Linked DNA regions of Drosophila melanogaster: all the other regions are linked to region 1. Evidence: chromatin contacts called from public Hi-C and HiChIP or PLAC-seq data. All regions are on one chromosome and are shown on one strand. Each heading gives the region's core, a stretch centred on a gene start, on an enhancer-like site or on the middle of the called end of the contact. The rest is flanking DNA. Distances are from core to core; before and after follow the strand shown.

Evidence for each region. A called contact is a pair of places that touch in the nucleus more often than the background predicts. HiChIP or PLAC-seq counts read pairs in DNA pulled down with a chosen protein or histone mark.
Region 2: a contact with region 1 is called in an H3K27ac HiChIP or PLAC-seq map of the Kc167 cell line, with 4 times the contacts expected there. The contact joins two enhancer-like sites. A contact is called at or near these places in 7 of 107 Hi-C or Micro-C datasets (antennal imaginal disc, cellular blastoderm embryo, embryo and 4 more) and 2 of 6 datasets of contacts at active chromatin or transcription factors (both in the Kc167 cell line).
Region 3: a contact with region 1 is called in a Hi-C map of the Kc167 cell line, with 3 times the contacts expected there. The contact joins two enhancer-like sites. A contact is called at or near these places in 4 of 107 Hi-C or Micro-C datasets (the Clone 8 cell line, the Kc167 cell line, the OSC cell line and 1 more).

What each region holds. Positions count from the first base shown.
Region 1 is chrX:2,993,079-2,996,002 of dm6, forward strand. It overlaps kirre (kin of irre), which reads left to right. Exons shown (of 11, transcript NM_001258579.3): 4 at 1,783-2,081; 5 at 2,133-2,410. Among named protein-coding and RNA genes, the nearest start is that of rst, 21 kb to the left of the region's middle. Within about 2 kb of position 1,388, at least 9 of the 39 cell types and tissues checked have an H3K27ac peak or open chromatin away from gene starts, as enhancers often do. A contact at or near this core is called in the Kc167 cell line, where this site is marked.
Region 2 is chrX:3,080,368-3,083,291 of dm6, forward strand. The region is part of intron 5 of kirre (kin of irre); the gene reads left to right. Among named protein-coding and RNA genes, the nearest start is that of CG4116, 14 kb to the left of the region's middle. Within about 2 kb of position 1,359, at least 12 of the 39 cell types and tissues checked have an H3K27ac peak or open chromatin away from gene starts, as enhancers often do. A contact at or near this core is called in the Kc167 cell line, where this site is marked.
Region 3 is chrX:3,059,321-3,062,244 of dm6, forward strand. The region is part of intron 5 of kirre (kin of irre); the gene reads left to right. Among named protein-coding and RNA genes, the nearest start is that of CG4116, 6.8 kb to the right of the region's middle. Within about 2 kb of position 1,506, at least 21 of the 39 cell types and tissues checked have an H3K27ac peak or open chromatin away from gene starts, as enhancers often do. A contact at or near this core is called in the Kc167 cell line, where this site is marked.

The DNA of each region.
Region 1 (2,924 bases), core at 138-2,637:
CAGTCACTCGAAATAAATATGAAAATTGTTATTTTTTATTATAACCAGAGCATAGATAATTCCTAATTAACTACAAAGTCAAGTGGGTACATGTTATTCCTGTTCTTTAAACATCGCAACATATTAAGAATATGCAGTAAAACTGAAAGTGTTTGCAATATAAACTCCTTGGAAGTTCTTTCAAATTAAGTTGATGTCAAAAGTTAAAGCCCCCTGACTGTCTGGCCATAAACTTTAAACTTGTTTTCAAAGTAAACCAAACTCAATTGCAATTTCTGGCAGTGTGAGCCGACACGAAAACTTGTTTTGATGTCGCCCGTTTTTGCTGTTATTGTTATTAGCATTTTTCTCTGTCATTTGATGTTTTCTGTGGCCGTAGCCGAAATATAAAACAACACACAAATGAAAATAAAAACAAAATGCAAAGTTATGGCCCACAGTTGCGGGGCAGGTTTATATCGTATATGTGTTGTCTGTTTTTATTTTTTTTTTTTTTTTTGTTTTTTGCTTTTTGTCTGAAGACGAAACGCCCACGCGACCAACATTTTTTCGCCCGAACACAAGACTCGCGTTGCGTATACGTCGCGTGGTCTCGCGCTTTTGAAAACCCGTTGCCGAGCGAGGTAAATAAATAAAAAAAAAATATATGTCTGTATCACGGAGGCAGGGAGAAATAAAATCAAAGTGTTACACGACAATCCGTGCAGGTGTCATTGAGACTTGCGAATGATTTGGCGCCAGTTGATGGCGCCAACATATAGACAGATTCCAAGTGTCCCCCAGTCTCCGAAAACCAAAACCAAATCCAAATCCAAATCCAAAGCCAAAGCCAAAAACCAAAACTTCCCAAATACATTTCAATTTGTGCGGCTATGGCGATAAGTCCAAGTTTATCCTGTGGCAAACTGTCGCAAACTTTCGCACAAATCTTGTGGCAAGGCAAACAGTCAAGTGACTTCAGTCTTTGCAGCCAGTTTGCCATATCTGTTTGGCACAACAGCAGCAGCAAAAAAAAAAAAGGAGAAGAAAACCAGAAGCCTGTAAGGCACTCACTGAAAATATTCTCATTGCCGAAGCTGCAGAACAAATACACACACATTGTAAGTCAGCAAAATGTAGCATTTCGACACGGTAAAATAGCAATACGAGTTGACTTTCTTGTAATCGTAGGGCTCGCAATTCATGCATACAAAATGTTTTACAATACAAAACGAATTTGATATATGTAGTACATATGTGTGTAGCACCACCTTTGGCTTTCAAATTTGGCATGGAGTTTTTGTTTTTCAAACCATTTCGATGTCTTAAACTCTGCTAACTTGCGTTCTTTTCCATCTGTACAATCTCGTTGAAAATACTCTTCTCTATGCCCATTAGGTTCATAACAGCTATAAGAAACCGCAGCAGCTCTTAATTCTACGCTTCTGGGAATGGGAATTTAACCGCCAATTTAGAAGAATTCATTTAGTTCAGTTTCAAGCATCCACTTCCGTTTTCAGATCGACTCTGATACCAACAAGTCCCAGCTGAGCTTATCATATTTTACCATTATTATACACAACGTCTTTTGCGACTTTTTCTTCTTTTTTTTTTTTTGTTTTTGTGAGGAACTTTGGGTGACCAGCGAAAAAGCTAACGGGCAACGCAGAAGCGCAAATTAAAATTTTTAAATAAATAGCAACCAGCTGGCAAATATAATTCTCTTTCCCACTTCTTTTTTTATTTTTTTTTTTGCTGTTCTTGTATTGTGTGTGTTTTTTATTTTATTTATTTATATTTTAGTTGCCGCCAGATGCAGAAGCTGAGAATACCAAGAAATCCAAGAAATCCGAGAAATCCAACAGATCTGAGAGCTGCGTCCGTCGGTCAGCAAACTTTGGGCTCTGCCTTTTGGCTCTTCTAATTAAGATGAATTAAGCAAAATCATTTCGATTAGAAAAACGGAGGAGCCGCAGCAAGCAAAAAGCGCACAGCGATGGTGAAACAGCGAAAGAAACTAACTGTTCTTTGGGGCGTTTGATGATGAGCCGATGGATGGGATGACGATGGCCGCAAAAAAAAAGGGCAGGGAAAAGAAACAAGTAAATAAAATAGAAAAAAAAAAATAACAAAAAATAAAATAACGTTGACAGATGCTGAGAGATGCTAAATGACGATGAGGGCCCGTGTAATTGCTGTTAACTCTGGGGCATAATAACTTTATTAGGAAGTTCGTCTTGAACTTGCAGCAGCCGCCGCAATTGGGGGCAAATTTAAGTGCCCCCACCCCCCCTCACCCTCTCCGCACACGCTCACAAAAAAAAAAAAAGGAAAACGGAAATCTAGCCCATGGTAACTCGAATTTGATTGAAGATTCCGTTGTGAAATTTGGTGTGAACTCCATTTGCGTGGTCATGTGGCATCGTAGCTGGTAAGATACATGTAATATATTTTGAAAATACTTTTAGTCCCAAAACTATATACTAAATTATACATGTATATGATAATAGATTTAATTTTGTACTCGTATTCGTTTCCAGCAACTTGACTCACTTTTTTGGCCACGTTTGAATGCCCAGTTGCCTGGCACACGAAAACTTTCCGGCTTGTCGAAGCTTATTGTTGTGCTGTGTATTTTTGTGTATTTTAATTAATTAAGATTTATAAGCGTCGACCGAGCGCAATTCAGCGGAAATTTAAATGCAGACACCGACCGCTTGTTGTTGGCCATCTTCGGCCTCTTTGAGTTTTCTTCTTGTGCGAAAAATGCCCAAGACTCACCAGTTTTCGCCACGACTGGCCCATGTATTTAATTTAATTGAATTTGCGCCGCCATCAACGAGACGACGGAACTTAACGAGCGAAACGTGGCTAAAACACTGCCCAACGGGCGACCCCGTCTACGGTTACGGACTTACACAGTTACGGGGTTACGAGGTTCCGGG
Region 2 (2,924 bases), core at 109-2,608, 87 kb after region 1:
AAATAATCAAGTAGGAAAATCAAATCCAAAATATAAAGAAATAAGTAATTACACTCAATACGGTAACTACTTGATTAATAATAAAGACAATAAACGAAAAATCTATAAGGATCAGGTGAAACGGAAATATAAATATCAAAATGAAGATTGTGAAACCTAACATTTCTGTACTCCTATTATTTACATATGTATTACTTAATGAAATAATTTCAACCACATACTTGAAACTTACGCTGGGGGAGTCATGTATACCCTTACATACCCTCTTATTAGATTAAGTTATGTTAGAATACACATGGCGCTAAGCTTTTTGTCTGAGCTTAGCTTTATTTTTAGTCAGTAGATAAGAAGACCTCGATCTGTACACATCATTGAATAAACCCTCAATTTGTTAAGCGAAACCTTTCGTTTTGTTTTAACCCCTCTTTAATCGACAAAGAAGTCGATGGGTGCTTAACTGAGGAGTTCAACCTTCAACCTACAGACGACAACGAAGTCGTTTCTGGAGGCAACGATCTTTTGGACACAACGGTCTCTGCTCGGAAGGCCCTATCAACCTTCCACATAACTATATACATACACATGTACATATGAATTCGTAAGTGCACCTGGGTGTAAAAGCGCAATAATAGGCAGTAACGCGCTGATAGAATCGAAATATCGCCAAATATCGATTGGAAATTGTTTCATCGGGATTCTATCAAATGTTACGCTTTTTCTTCTTACGCGTGTTACATATTTTAAGCCGTAAAAAAATAAATTGATTAAATTCAAACTATTGCGCAGTAAAAATACTTGCGGGGCGCTCAAAAAGAACTAAAAACCGAAAGAAACGGAGTGAGAATTGCGATTCTAACGGTAAGTGGTGGCCGCTTTCCTTCATTTTCTTTTTCTTCTTTTATAAAACACTTGTACGCAGACTTTAAATATACGTATTAGAAAGATTCACTACAACAAACACTAAAACACTCAATTTAATATACATACTTTTGTACGTATTAGAAAGAATCACAACAACAAAAAAGAAACAAATAACACAAATTCCATTCGAATTGCACGTGCACTTGCACACATACATAAGTATGTGCATACATATGTATGTATGTATATGTAAAAACCGCCAATTAATCAAATAAAAATGTTATATTTCGAGGGGAAATAACTTCGACGGGCGGTGATCACTTGTTACGAGCACTTTTAACACGTTTTGCATAATTTTAAGCCCGATTACCTGCGTTAATTTGATTAAATTAATACTTTTCGGCAGCAGTGACGCGCGTTCGGCTTCAATGCGCGTGGTAAAAATAAAGTGTTGGTGAAGGAGGGGGAGCACAAAAGAGAGAGTCTAACGGAAGCTCTTATTTTTCGCGACTGAGATTCTCTCTTTGATCGCTTCTTTGAGCTTGGCTCTCTGGCCAAAGAAATTGCGGTACATGGTAGTTGGTTTATTTAACCTTCAATATATTAGTATTATGAAATCCATAAATAGTTTGATAGTTTTAAATTGTTTTCCCTTTAACTTGTAGTAAGACTTTTGACATTAGTAAGTCGGTGGCTCGATTTCGCACCCCTCTCCAGCAGCTAGAGATCCCGCACCCACCACTCTACACAATTGACCACGTGGTATGTAAATGCATACATACATACACACATATTTTTCGTGTTTAGTTTCTCACGTGAATACGCCTTAAGATAAGTTTTATTTATTTCACACACCCCCCCCCCCCCCCGCCTCTGATTACTTCCCTTGCGAGATTTCAATGGAAAATGGAAAACCAGATTGTTGGTGGATTTCCAACGGGAAACCACAATCGTGTCCTATGCAAATGTGTGATAAACGCAATCCTTTTGAGCGTCGATGGTGGCTAGATAACTCAAGGATCCAATTGAAATGCCAGCGCCATCATCGGCCAGCAACTTTCGTCGCCGGTCATTAGCGACATCCAATCCAATCTCAATGGGGTCCTGGTCCTTGGCAGAGCATCCCTGCCAGCGGAGCACTCCAACTAAGTTCGGAATGGCAAACTCAACTCAGCTCAACTCAAGTCAAATCGCGTGGCCCGAGGGTCCACACCCACTTGAGGGGACTCCTCGAGGATATGGAGATCGGGCTGACAGCTGCAGGCGGTACCGACTGCAATTAGGAGCGGCACAAGTGCTTCCAGATGACCATCGTAAATTATGTAGACGCGCGGGCGTAACCCAAACATCCAAAACATGGAAATCAAATTTCGATGGGCCAGCGCACAGATGCACATGCGATGTATGGATGTATGGGTGTATGGATGTATGGATGTATGGAAGGGGTTTGGCCTGACCACTCGAAAGTATCGGATTGCCGGGGCCGCAGGCGCCTGTGGGCGGGTCGTGCAAGGACTTGAGCCTCAGGATAAATCAGCCGGGGAATGTCGGGGGAACAGCCTGGAACAGCCTGCAATTGCACTCCAACTCTCTCTCACACTCGAAAAACTCTAAAAAAAATAATTAAAGGCTCTTGGACACCCGAGCCAGGATAATGACAGCCAGTCTTTGTAATGCGAGACGCAACTTCTCCTTCACATTTCTTGTTAGCGTTTTTCCTTTGAATTTGCGCCGCAAACTTTTGTTTATTTGTTTTGTCAACATTTCGGGATCTCTATTTTTTTTTGGAAGTCATCTTGGGTTTCGTAGCAAGTTTCGTATTCGTTTCATTTCATTTTGGAAAATCAGGAAATGCAACTCAATCAAACGGAGATCCATCCATTTTCATCCGTTCGTCGCGTCGACTTGTGTGGCTTTGCTCACACGCATTTTTCACGCTAAGCGATCGGCTCTTTATTGGCTTTAAAAAAAAAAAAAAAAAAAAATTGTATGCGTATGCCCGCTGAGCCCCCGGCAAAAGGGCACTCAATTTGTCATGCTCGCAGGGTTATTTTATCCTATTT
Region 3 (2,924 bases), core at 256-2,755, 66 kb after region 1:
GCAAAGGGGACAGTACGCCTTTATAGTTTGCTTAAGTGCATATGGCATTTTCTTTTCGCAACTGCAACCCATTTACATGGCTATCCTTCATTGATCAATTATTATAGATTTTACAACATACACGAATAGAATCTATCTGTAAAAGTAACCTTCGATTGATGCACTTTTCGTGCCCCAAATTGTTATCCACATGCCTCTCGATTGAACTGTTGATTAACCAACCACTGGTGCACTCAAATCAACTGATTGATTGATTCACCGCACTCATCAATCATGGGTCACCGCATCTTGAGCAGCTGTCAATCAAATTTAGACAAAAACCAAAGCAATTCCTCAATATATTCCGTTTTTTTTTCCCCTGCACTGTAGTTTTTGTTGGTGTTGGTTTTATCAGCAGAAAACGCTGAGGAAGCCGGCTGGCGAAGGCAACAATTAAAAGCTGGCGAAAAACAAAAGCAGCTGAAATAGTGAACAAGATGCGGGCAGCAGCATCAGCACCACCACCACCACCACCAACAACAACAACAACAACAAGGAGCATGCCGAAAGATTCGCAACAAAAATCTGCTCAATCACTTTTCACTTAACCCAAACACAAGAACTTCAAGTTGAGCAGAGCAGAGTAGAGTAGAGCAGAGAAGGGAAGGCAAGGGGGGTTGCGAAGAGGATGTCGGTCGGGCCGGGGCTCAAAGCACTCTTCTGCGGGCAGAAGAAAGAAAGAGAGAGTGTGAGGGCAAAAGTGATGTGTGGGCTTTTGAACACCAGCAGAAACGAACAAAAAAAAGAGAGATCAATTTCATACTGCCCAACACGATACTATCCTGCACTTGATCAATCGAACTATATAGCCTGGCTATTGTTTATATTTAATTTTCATTATTTTCGATTGACCTCGTTAATCATTCTAACCATTTGCTATGAAACTACACACGCTCGTCACCAAATGCAATACCAATAAAAACATTAGTTGTCAGAAATTTTCAAATGACGCAGTGTACATATAAGCGATTTAGTACCATCTTCGGCGATGTTTGCGTATAGAATATACCCTAGGCCTGCTAATGGGTAGCACAAGGAACACGGGGCGTGCAAACAAACAAACAAACAGCAACAACAACGCCAAGCAGGCAAAAAGCAAAAGCAAACTTTACGTGTATGATGATATGCAAAAAAGGCCATGCCCTGGGTGCAAGTGAGATGGATAGATATGGAGGCTGAGTGGGGGTGGGGCAGCACACATGTGCCGGCCACTCACTCACACACTCGCACACTTGATATTTAATTCCTACTCCAAAAAGGAGAAGAAGCAGCAGCAGCATAAAAGCGATGGCTACGTCAGCATCAAAAGCAGCACTTGACCCACAAAAGTGCAAAAAAAAAAAAGAAAAAAAAAACTAAGAGAGTAGCATAAAGGAAAGCCGAAAATTTGTTCTTGTTGTTTGACCGAAAAATGTTTGCAAGCAAGCAAAAGTCAGGGCGGAAAGTGATGGAAGGGTCAGTCGATAACGGCGATGACAGCGTGAGAATTCATCGAAATTATCGCGATAATGTATTGCGTTACATTATGTGAATCTATAGGGATTGGATGATGTGTGCCTGCGAAGTGGGCAGAGCTCAATGAATGTTAATCAAAATTCAGTTCAATCGATACAGCTTATTTCAATTGCTTCATTTTCATTTTTAATTGCTTCGTACTTCAATAGACTTTGTATCATGCAGAGCATATCTTTTGGTGCTACGTGACTATTGGTAATCTTCTTATCTATCGTTTTTTCTTAAAGACTCTTCACCGATTGCAAGCTTATGCAAAAAGCTTTGGCCCAGACTTAAATGCTCATTAGAGTGCAGTGTGGGAGAACGGAAATGCCCCCCCTCTAAAGACCCTCTTACCATCCAAAAATATCTGAATCAGAATCTCCCACTTCCCCACACTAATTCCACAGCCTCTTGTTCACTCGCTGCAGCGTGTTATTGTTGTTGTTTCGCCATGCATTTCCAGCTTCTTAAGGGAAAGAGTTTTTCCAAAAGGGAATGCTTTTCAGGGTGGGTGGTTTTCAGATGTGTGTTTGCTATATGGTTCCGACTTATTGGCAGTTTCGAATGTGTCAGCAACAGCAGGTGCCGGTGCCACGCCCCTAAGCCCGCTCCTAATACCCGTTGATGATGAAAGTGCGTCAAATGGTTTTTTGATTTGCTTGTTAGCGTAACTGAGCTACAACTTCCCCTTGGACCCCTCTAATCCTGGGGAAATCTTGCGAAATCTGGGAAAACCTGGCAAAACCCCCTTTTTTCCTAATTGCGTATGCGTGTGCTGAGGCTTCTAGATCCTTGCGTAAATTTAACAAGTTCGCACTTGAGCCGAAAGCAAAGTGAAGCACAAAAACTACGCCTGCCAAAAGGCAAAAAAAAAGAATGTAAAGGAAAAGGAAGTGGGCTAACTAGACGAAGAATGGATCAGAACGGCACACAGAAAACCAGTCGGTAAGTTAAAAAACTTGGTCTTGGAAAAGCATATGTTTTTCTTAACATAGACTAATAATGTTAGCATATTTAATTAAACTATCCATGAAATCGATTAAAATATGTTTCAGACATATTTTGAACCAAGACAAATTGTATAATTTTTTCCAGTGCACCAGGGCGCATAAGGAAGCAAGTCTTTTCTAGGGATTAATTTGATTTAGATGTTCAAGCGTTTTGCCTCAAGTTTGCTCTGTTTTTCCTTTTCAGTCGACTTTTCAGACAGAACTGAACTTTTTCGACTTGTTAGATACTCTTGGCAAACTTCTTTATTTTTATTTTTTTTTGTAAATGTGAAGTAAAGTCGAATAGAGTTTGTATTATGATATCTAAATTTAGACGGAGCACAGGCTATTTTATACAGCATATCATAAAACAGAACAAATAACAATACAGCAAATTGT